Linked DNA regions of Bombyx mori: region 1 is linked to region 2. A link is a contact called in public Hi-C data. All regions are on one chromosome and are shown on one strand. The core of a region is the stretch at or near the end of the contact, and the rest is flanking DNA. Distances in the headings are between cores, read along the strand shown. Region 1 overlaps LOC101737516 (lysine-specific demethylase 3A). Region 2 overlaps LOC101737516 (lysine-specific demethylase 3A).

Region 1 (6,247 bases), core at 3,483-5,982, 70 kb after region 2:
TTTAAAAATTTAACAAGTGAATTTATTGCCAAATCCACATTTTCTAGATTATTTATTTGACTATTCGCTGGTGTTCTCTTTGCGCTAACAAAAGTATTCATTTAAATATTCTATGATTATATTTATTGAGAAACGTCCCCTGTTTACGTCGAATTGCTTAGCGAGGGAAAAGACTTGATGGCGATTACACGGAACAATGGCGGCGCGTGAGAGTCGCAGCGTCGTATTGTACGTTTCAGTTTATTATGTATTAAAACGAAGCATGCTCTATTTACTCGGACGGCAACAATAGAAACGAACAATAATGATTTTGTATTAATTGCACATTGCATGCCAATGATAATTGCTTGTAATACTCGAGTCAAGATCGTTACGTGCTGACGGAGTGCAGCGGAAGCGAAACAATCAAGAATAACCCTTCTATTCATATCTGTCCATAAAATATTTATAACTATTGATACTATGCACCCCACGCTTTTTTTACAATAAAATCATTTTTTCGTACACTATTTTGAATTCAAATTTATTAAAATTTATTTTAAATTTTTTAGCTGGATTTTCTATAAAAACGTATTTTGTTAGTTTTTTTAAACTATTATTTATTTTTCATTTTTTAGTTGAATTTCAATTTTTTTCAATATTTTTTTAAATATTGAATACCAAATTTCGTGTTACCAACCTTTTGAAGGGGGTCAAAATCATGTTCAAAGATTCCGTTACAAACATACATACTTCTGAAGCTAATAATAAAAGCGTATTAAAAAAATTCGCTAAACTGATAAAATGATCTGAACAAGAGTAGTGGTGAACATCATGAAGGGAGTATTAATATTCACGATGCGGCACACCCGGAGCGGGCAGGCTTCACAAAATGGCTGCCCGAGGCGCTCAGCTCGACCGAGTCGTGACCGCCAGGAATCCACGCGCTCGTTTCGAACCCTCATCAATTATGCATGAATGCGGCCGAACGCCGATGTTTACTCTCCATGAGACAACAATTTATTGCGTCGTGCGGTTTTTGACATTCGATCGGCGACCGGTCCTCGGTCCTCGCAGATATGATGACGAAATACTTCGATTCACAGCGGAAGTTTCACTTATTCCTTTGAGTTAATAATAAGTATTAACTATCGTGACAAACTTGTTATGGCAAAAGTCCAGAATTATCGTTTAAAAATTCTTTGATCTAAATTTGAGAAGACTGCGTCCAAGCTATTGGTCATGGCTCCCATGACGCTAATGAATAGTGATGTTACAAATCGACCGCTGTGTCCACTAGTAGAATATCATCGTGACTCACTATTATTGCATCAGGCATAGACGTGGAATTAATTTAATCGTAGTATCGATTGTCGAGTAGTTCTCAACCGCAGCTGTGTAAGCTATCGATAAAGCTGAATAACTTATTGTTATTTTAGCAGTCGTGATATAAAATTACGACTTTGTACTTTGTGTGTATTCTTAAACAAGTTGCGAGTTGAAGATACTGACCCCGTATATGTATTTGAGAAACATGTGTAACGAATAAGGGAATTTTATAAGCAAACAAAACTAATTATGAAATTAAAATAGAACATATGATAAGAAGTATGCGATAAAGTTTTAAAACAATTAACAACTAATGATCCACAGAGTACATGAGAACTGTTTCAAGATTATGAACGAAACACTTCAATCGTAAATGCCTTTAAAATGTACAGTCATTAATGCTAATTTGAATAGTTTTAATTTAATGTGATTAGTATCAAGGTCCTTTACGATATTATAAAAATAACTAAAGTTAAGTCTAAATAGTTTATTTTTTTTGAATTTGTGTTTCCCAGAATGTTATCGGGTACATAAAAATAAGTTAAATGTAATTTACGTGAATGTATTACAAAAAAAAGCTGTGCAAATAATGTGCGGGATAACGGGGTCGTTATCAGCAACTGCAACCAGGTTATCTATCAACTGCCGTGTTTGTTGTATTTTGTTATCAACAAATTCCCCACCTCTCTCACTATGCGAGCTATCTTATGTATATGACTGTGTACGCCAACAATTGTATGATAAAACATTTATTTTTAGGAGATTATCTAGTCGTGAGGTTGTGTTCCTACTTCATATCAAAGAACGTGATTATGTAGACATGCGCGTGGTTATCTCTCTCGAGCATTACCGCTTATCATTGTTATTTAGAACATAACAGTCATTTAAAGTGAATGTGCCCATTAAAAATAACAGCTCAATGTTTATCTTGTGATGCAGTTTTTATACATCGAATGTGTAAATTACACAGCATTAGTTATTCGCATGTAACCGCTAACTCGATTAGCACAAGGCCAAAATCAGGTATGCGACCTCTTTGCTTGTTTTCACAAAAAAAAAACTTCGCAAACAGGTTTTGCCTAACAATTTACTTACACGTATCCGCTTGCCCGCATGACGAACCGAAGTAATAAAAACTGTGTTAATAATAAATACAGCGATACGTTGTATTATGCATGTTAATACGTAACAAAAAAGTAATTAGGTTTTTCGTGATATTATTATTTCGGCCAGAACAAAAAAATCGTTTAGTGTAATAAAAACGTTTTAATAACATTCTCTTTACGTTTTATTAAGCGTAGCGTTCGTATAGATTAAATTCGCAGTATAACGATATATAAAGTTACTCTATATCATAAACTATTACGACTGTGTAACTCTCAATGGATTTCTGTCATCATCTATAACCTGTATGAACTCCGCTCGTTAAAATATGTGGGTAAGTAAGTACATACATTTTTCGGATAGCATGTCAAGAAATTGGACGTATTCCAAATCGTCGAGCTATTGTAAAACATTCTCTATATGTTACGGTTTGCTGGTTTGTATTTGTTTACATTTCAATGTATTCCATTCATTTCATCATTTTCATTTATTTTATCATTGGTTAAAAAAAAACAAATCACCACCTTAAATTATGTTCTTGAGTGCCAACGCTTGAGTTTTTTTTAAGAGATCTTACAATTTACCTATTATTAAATAGCCTTGGATATATCATATAATATGTTCAACAGATTTATAACCAAAACAACTCGCACAAGTTTTTACGGCAAGTCAAACCAGCTAAGACACTAATAGATCTTGTTACATGGAAAAACGGAAATACCAATTCTGTTTCCATGAAATAAATTAATATATTGTAACATTATTATGTTCTAGTAATAAAACTCTTTCGAAGTTCTCCGTCTCGTTACGTAGGCGGCACGATTTCATTAAACTCACGACTTTAATATGATAAATGAATATTTTAACATAATTTAAGAAATTAAATTTGAGCCTTTGATTTCGGGATGTTAAAGTAATAATATCTAGTTTTCCTGCTACATTATTTTTTAATGCTGTAGTTGGGTAGAAGAGTTCACCGCCTCTGTAGAACGAGATATCCATAGAACTGCTAAGAAATCAATGACACCATAATAGTAAAAATAATAAATTTATAAATTGCTGAACTTCACAAATCATGTTTCGTGAATTGCTATACATAAAAAAATAACCCGGTTGATACATGACCGCTCCCCAAATGCATTGTGTGAATAATTTGAGATCTTCACCGGTTCATCCCATGCGTGCAGGGCTTTACATCAGGTGCGCTCTTTGTGTGCGACTAGGGAATAGGAGCCTCCCCAAAATTATGCCCCGCCGTCTTGCTTCACCCCCGCGTTGCCCTTCACTTGTTGCTAGTGTTGCTACGATCACGATCCGCTACGTCGCTGTCGCGAGACTGCCGCGGCGGAGCTCCCCCGCCCCCTTTTCCTGCAAACTCCACTTCCCCCGGTCCCCGCGTTCAGTTCTTTGTGCGCTACGGAGGCTCTAGTACGTCTGCAAGGCACGACTAAAATTTTCAGTCGTGATAGTGTAGCTTAACAGAGTGCTGACTGACTACGTTGTGTGTGTGAGTGCAGGTGAACGTATTTTACAATTTCCTGGCCGCATTCAAGGACACCTCAGGATAATATCAGGATTCATTAAAACTTCGCCGTAATATTATTGTGAATATCTGTGATACTAACTTTCGTTTAGTTTAAAAGGAAGTTTTAGATTTAATTTAACGGAAGATTAATTTGTGTTCGTGTTATTGAAAAGAGTGAAGCTGTATAATATTTCAAAATTACTTGGATTCTGGAACTATTTTCCACACTGTAAGTACTAAGGAATCATAGTAGTTATATTTGTCGTTTAATAAATAATTTCACACCTCGTCGCGAATGATGCCTCTCGTCTTTGAAGTAATCGATAAATTTAACATGTGATGTGGCACGTCATAATATATGTTGAACACATTTGAACTGGTAATCGCTTACGTTGTTATTAAATAAGGCAGTAGCTCATTACCTGCAATTTGAAATCGTTTCTAAGTTTTCGTTCATTAAACAAGCAGTTCTCATGGAAAACCGAAGTAATACTCCAAAGTCATGAACTAGTCATTAAATTGATCCAAACTGGTTTTAGAGGAAAAAAATTCCGATTTTGAAAAATCTCGTAACATATCAGTCATATCGATTAGCCTCTATTTATAGCGCCATTAATAGCTACTCACCTTCCGTGATTCCGCTTAAATCGTTATGGCTAACGATCGTGCTGCTGTCGATTAACTCAAAACTGTTAATTACAAGTACCTATTAGTATATTAATATAACCGATTAACGACAGCTCAACGTATCGCGTACAATAAATAATGCGTTACTTATCATGTTATTACACTAGTCGTGTATCGAATGACCTTTAGTATCGGTATGCGATATCAAGCAACGTTTTCCGAGCGTGCATTGTTAGCGTAAACAGCAATTCGTTATCGATTCGAGAGCTTTATCGCTCTATTGTTTGTTGAAACTCGGAATGACCCTTCGTGCTTGTTCCACCTAATTCCTGTTATCTAATTCCTTTGTCTTACATTACGATCGTTATTCGAACATTTCTAGCACTACTTTCTTTACTGATCATGCATAATTGACATTTCATTTGTGCAAAATAGATATTTTAAAATTGCAACAAAACAAATTCCTTGAATACTTGTCTCCAGTTAAAATACTTGGTGTCTGAATTTACACGTTATCACTGCACGTCGTGAGATGGTAAGCAGAGATTGCAGTCTGCTCTGCTCCGTGCTCTTTGGATAGCGCATTGCGCAATTTACAACACGAGTCAAGCAGTCGTGATAGATACTGAGCTACACTGTATCTTCAAGGTGGTATTGCAGGCCAAGTCACGATAACCGATGCGCCAAGAACGTTTTGTAATCTATACGAGCGATCACAACAATACAACGAAACGGGCGAACCGAGTTTCCGTATATTAAGCAAACGCTTTGACATTTAAAAACTGAGAATAAAATTATACAATTACTATAGAAAGTGAATTCAGAAAGTACTTGACCACGTAGGTACATAATTATCATAATTATGTTATTCACTTAACATTCCACTAAAAAAGTGTAATTGCAGTGCGAAGGGGGACAGGGAAAGCTTTGTCACGAGTAAATGTATTAACGGTTATTGTCCGAGTGGAAGTGTTTCATTACACGGTCGGTGAGTTGGAATCGATACGCTTCGTAGGTTTTAACGAGATGGCTTCGACTTCACGAACGCGCTTCGAAACATCGCATCGTTATAAATTTTGACTCGTGGCTTAACGTTTAAACGTAACATAGCATACTGCGATGGTTACGCTGAAATTTAGCAGAAGCACGTAACATAAACCGTGCTCTCGATTTATAATCGTTTATCTTTTCAAAGAAGTAGGTATTAAATAAATCAAAAATTTCAATACTCTTCAGTTCGTGTTTCAAATAGAAAGGCCCGATGATTGATCGCCGCCAGTCATGCGGTCGGTTTCATAGAACTCGTCACAAATAGTTATGACGGTTTTGACCTCTTATCCTCATCAATACTTTACTATAATGGAAAATAGAACTCAATACGATTGTTTATTAGAATTGCACATAAATTGACGCATGCTATTTACGCAGCTGTGTGGTGGGTTTACCTATACTCGAAAGATCGGTAAAAACAAAATGTCATACGTAAAGTGGTATGTTAAAATGAATAATTCAAAACTGCGCGTGTCTCCGAAAGCACAAAGAGTGCCTACCTACCTATTATATTTGCACAGTTTGAAGGCTCGAATTTCACAGAACTATTTGCGTCGCCTTACATAACCCACTTAATACGGATCCACCTTTTCGACTGTTATAATTTAGGATATGTTATTTTATTATACGTAC
Region 2 (5,577 bases), core at 2,298-4,797:
GCCGACGAAGAGTGACGTAATCAGAATATCTCGCTGTTTTTCGCAAGCACGTAATGTAATAGTGATGACGTAATGACTGCATTTCTTTTTTTTATTTGAGAACTACATATTTATTTCAATATACATAGGTGTTACATATTCAACCAAATTTGTAAATATATTTGTAAATATATTTTATGTAAAACTTCAAGGGAAAATTTTGGTAAGAGCATGGAAAAAAATAGTCAACATTTCATTTGTCATCTATACATAAAACTGGATTATGACAGCAGATTGTAGGTACCTACCTACCTACCTAGTCGAAAATTTAAATTCGTCTCATTTGAATTTGGAACATTGAAGACACGTGGAATTATTCATGCAAAGATCTAGTTCCATTTCAATGAGCATTATAGAAAATGTAAAGTTTCTCATACATTGTTCCTAACACGTGTTAAGTTCGGAGGTCATCTGTATGGAGTTAAACTTATTTATTGTACTAAATGAATTAACGAGAGATCACGATCATCCTGATTTCCCAAAATATGGCGCGCCTAATATTACCATTGTTCACGGACACCGGTAATGCTTGCTTGCTGTACCTTCTTTTCCCCTACCGATTCGCTGGTAGCCTAAGAGCTACGCCCGGGCGGGTAGGTGAGCTCATGGGTTCAATCTGAGAGAATTTGCTAACACTAGTTCTAGCAAGAGCAGTGTCTCGCAAAATGTGCCACCGGACCGGAATCGCAACCCACTGAGCAGATCCGGCGAGAAGCTCAGTGGGCAAATATCTACATTAAAAGAAGAAAGAAACAAGCATTCGAAATAATAATAATGTTTACTGTATGCACTAGGTTTGTGTTCCAAATTCTTCTTTCCTTTTGCGGGCCTACTAGAACAGATTTCAACATGAAATAAGTAGTGCCCTTGTACTCTGTATCCTTATTGTCGTGTTTTTTCTAACAGCTGTGTGTACAAAATATATTAAATAAAATAAATAAATATATAAACGAAAAAGCGAGTATAGTACCTATCGTTGTTTACTTTTGTTCAAAACCATTTCCTTAACGACTAATTTATCTGAATAGTATGATTCAGTTCAGTACAACGTGGATAGGAAAAAACCATTTATTTGTCTATTCAAATCTAGGTCACCGACGACAACGCAACAAGAATTTATGACTCATATACGCAGTTTGATAGTTTGAGCTGCTGAGATCGTCCTATATTTGTTTTGAACTTAGCCTGACTTTACTGTTCTGCATAAATTATAATATGAACGAGTTTACGGTTCACCTGACTTTGAGTGATTACTGGATTCTATTGTATGTTTCGCCGTTCCAACTGGAATGCATGATAGTTTCACGCCAGAAATGGGCAGGATGGTGGTGACCAGTGTGTACGCAAATTATATTATTTGCGGATTCAATTTGTACTACAGAACATTATTCCTTTCTGGTCGAATGGTATGTTATTTTTACTGGAATCTTGTGAGCCCACACGGGTAGGTACTATTTGTGCCGTAAGGCATAGAAGATAGAAGCAGCCGTTGTACTTGTATACTTCGTTGTGTACTTATGTACTACGTTGTATTGAAATAAGAACTCAAGGTGGGGGTGGCATTTACTTTGTTGATGCTATGGGCCTCAGTCTTCGCTTTACACCAAGTGTGGGCCCTGAGCTGGTTCACCCGTCTGAGCAATAAAAAGTCATCTGTGAACATGTGTTAAGTACGTATTAAATTTCAAAAATTGGTATCTGCCTGCGGGATTTTAATCGGTTCGGTTAATACATAATATTAAGTAAACTGTAATATTACAAGTAATTTTATAATATGCCGCTACTTATGAAGGTAATAAACAGTGATCAACATAATTAAGAGGTATTTCGTATTGGTTTATCCTGTTATCGCATCCAACGGCTTATTATCAAAATTTGCAATTAAAATAATTAAAATATGTTGTTAATCGTAATTCATCGTTTTCTAGTCTATATATCTGTATATACAAAAGAATAGGCAAAGACAAAACAATTTACATTTTCTCCTCTTTCCAATCAAACTTCTTTTATCTATCTATATATATAAAAATGAATTGCTGTTCGTTATTCTCGCTAAAACTCGAAAACGGCTGGACCGATTTGGCAAATTTTGGTCTTGAATTATTTGTACAGAGAATGTTTAAAAGGTAAATTAATATGAAAATACTCGGAATTAAATAAAAATAATAATTTTGTTTTTCCTTTGATGTGTTATTTTATACAAAAGTTTAGGTCTTTTATTTATCGATTGAGGCACTACGAAGTCTGCCGAGTCAGCTAGTAAAGAATAAAATAATCAAAATATTACACATTTTAAGAAAGCTACTTCCTCAAATTCTTTCTCCCTTCGAAGCGTTTCTCGTTTTCGAAATCTGTAGAAAAAAACAAATGCCCTAAATAATGAAAGGGCGCTCTGTAATAAGTTGTACATTCATTTAGAAATAACAAAGAGGGGTGAGTTCGGGTAATCGGTAAAGTTTGTAACAACATCGACCGAGTTTCGTGTCCGCAAGCCGGAGTTGGTTAATGCGAGTTCCCGTACGAGTATCGATCGCGACAAGTACCTACGGGATGTCTGGATTCGTCTGGCGAGCCCGGGAACCGAACACGACGGCCCGCCTGTCCCCACCCTCGCGCCCGTTACCGTCAAAAGGGTCCGGATTAACGTGCCACTCACTACTTTGTTCTTGTTTTGTTTTGAAAGTTAATATTCATTTCAACCTGAATGGATGTGTAAACCTTTAGTTACAAACATAGATAGGGTTGTCCTATCTTCTTCCAAACCATTACCGAGTTTTTTAAGAATACAAAATATATAAAATTAGTTGTCAATTTGGTATGTGCTAGTTTTTATTCAATCAAGGATTTCCAACAAAAAAGATCTGTAAATATAAAATTCTTTATTTATGAAAGTACAACAAAGATAAATTAATACATACATGTATGTAAATTTGTTGTTATTTATTTGTTTCCCTAGATTATAGATTCTTACTTAAATGAAAAATATAACCGGACGACTCTTTGAGGTCGAAATTTCAATCGTCTATTACAATAATAACAGTCCTCAAACTTCATGTTCGTCGTTTTGCGGCAGTCTTGGTAGTAATAGGATTGATGCCAAGATTGCCGCTAATTGAATGCCATGCCATTAATTAGTATGAAGACAAATTTATCCCAATTACAAGTATGTATTCATAATATTTAAGAAATAAAAAATAAACATTAAATAAAATAATTCTTACACAGTAATTTTGTTTTAAGAATGGACTTGTTAATAAAATAAATCTAATATCTATCAAACAGTGATAAAAGTTTCTCTGTTAAAAAAATATGGACGTAATCTCATTGTTGTCAAATTTTAAAGCTTATCGGTGCATCAAAAAAGTTGACCTTGCATTTGCGGAAGACGCAATGTGTGTGAAATATAATTGGTTAATTATGCAAGTGTGTATGTCTGGTGGCCCGGACACGACTACGGGGCAGGCCGGCGCGGTCGAGGGGAGAGGGATGCGGGGGGCGCCCCTCCCCCATGACGCCAGTTTGCGCCATTCTCCCGCGCCGGCATCACTACGCTCGGTTACTCGTTGCTCGGAACGGTTTACCCAACGCATCTTTGCCTTTCACCGCACTACATGTTTTTGGAAATTCGAATGTGTGACGTCATCGTGAAGTGATATTGGTGCTTTGTGGCCGTTTCAGAAGGTGGCGCTACCGTGGATACTAGCGGTACTTGATGACTCATTAATTATTTTCAACCAAAGAACTAGCCTTAAACGTTCTGTGCTAATTTATAAACCAGTAGATGTTCATTGCTTTTATTATAGAATCATTTCATTATCATAACTAGTTCTACTATATCATTAGGTATATGTCTGTCTGAATGTGTTAAGAATAAATTGTTTTTTCCTGTAGCGCTTATTTGTATTATTTGTTAATAATTCAGCTCGCGTTCGTAGTAGTGTTGTCACTCGTGTTATATTTTATTTCTTTTAAATGTACACATACTTAAAAACCAATCATCGTAATTATCGTATTTTCGTGTTATCGTAAAAAACAGCTTGTTTGTTAATAAAAATACATTATTAAGTAAGTACATACAGATATGGATTTGCTAAAGTAATCATGTTTCGGGAAACTAGTTAACACTTTTTCCACGAGGCTGTATGAACGCGACTATCTCATACATACATACGTGCACATTACGTTACACGCAACAATGTGGGTGCAAGTCGCATACACCGAGCATGCATACAGAATATACAAGTAGATAGGCCACACCCTGATATAAATCGGTCTCTTTCCTACATGATCCGAATACTATACCGATTCATTTTACCTAGATATGGCTTTAATGACCGCTTATTTCTCAGAAGCGTTTATGGTAGTTCCAGAAAACAAGTTCTCGTGCGTTCTCGGATGCCGGGAATTAGAACATGTTGGCTGAATCGCGCGCTTCACTGATCGAGCTGTGCCACGCACGAACTGATGCCGACCGTATTGTTATTATTTTACGTACAGAAAGGAAACAGCTCGTTCACCGGGGCCCCTTGTTTGCTTTTGTTCTTTTCTAATTTCTTTGTCGGGTTTCATTGTTCCTCGCGCTGTTGTCGTAAACAATATTTACAGACAGTTAGAGCAGTTGGATTTGAGAGAAGTTAAAATTATATGAATAATAAACCATTAAGGTCGTTCATTCGTAAGTCATTGCTAAATACCGGTTTGCATTTAGCAATGAATTACGTAACTACGACAGGTGTTGGTTTAATTTAAGGCATTGTTGTCAGTGGTTTACGAAATAAACGATGCCCGTAAAGAGCAATAAAATCCGAATATGGCCTTGGTGCTTGCTAGACAGAGCTACATAAAGGCGATCCATGAATACCACAGAGTCCGTTTACGACCCACGCACGCCTACTCGCCGCATATTAAACTTAGGTATACGTGGATAAATCTCACCTGACAAAGCGGGACAGAATCTTCTACATATGCAGACATAGGTCTAATTTAACGTAAACGTATATAATAGGTACATACACGCGGCTCAAATTGCTAAGACCGTGGCTGTATCTCGAAAACAGTAATTTATATTTCAATTTATATTACTTAGATTTTTTCTAATCTGCTTTTTGCGTTTACTTATAACAACGGGTAATGCAATTTTCTAATCTGCTTTTTGCGTTTACTTATAACAACGGGTAATGCAACTCTCAAGCAGTTTAGTTGTTTGTTCACAACAAAAAAAAATGTTACAATGGAATTTTAATAATAATCTGTGGACCGACGGAGTGAGATGGGTCTACAGATTGAAGTTCCGACAAACGTTCGCAACGCCATTACGTTCCTATTTAAGGTAATCTCCGGCAGGTCGCATTGGAAAATCCATTATGTAAATAGCTCGTTTTATTTTAGAATCTTCTAAATGCTGACGTAACTTTACGATGATAGTTAAATGCTTTAATAATAACATTCTTTGACTCTTGCTTGTTTCGTATAGTATTAAACTACTTTTTTATTACTTTGGTAGACAGACGATATTACGTTTCACCTGATGGTGAGTGG

What was found. A called contact is a pair of places that touch in the nucleus more often than the background predicts.
Region 1: a Hi-C map of midgut shows a contact between it and region 2, with 2.1 times the contacts expected there. The contact joins two enhancer-like sites. A contact is called at or near these places in 2 of 7 Hi-C or Micro-C datasets (midgut and whole pupa).

The regions. Positions count from the first base shown.
Region 1 is chr23:11,205,284-11,211,530 of ASM3026992v2, forward strand. The region is part of intron 8 of LOC101737516 (lysine-specific demethylase 3A); the gene reads left to right. Among protein-coding and RNA genes, the nearest start is that of LOC692945, 24 kb to the right of the region's middle. Within about 2 kb of position 4,733, at least 4 of the 8 cell types and tissues checked have open chromatin away from gene starts, as enhancers often do.
Region 2 is chr23:11,136,339-11,141,915 of ASM3026992v2, forward strand. All of the region lies in intron 6 of LOC101737516 (lysine-specific demethylase 3A), which reads left to right. Among protein-coding and RNA genes, the nearest start is that of LOC134201095, 44 kb to the left of the region's middle. Within about 2 kb of position 3,548, at least 8 of the 8 cell types and tissues checked have open chromatin away from gene starts, as enhancers often do.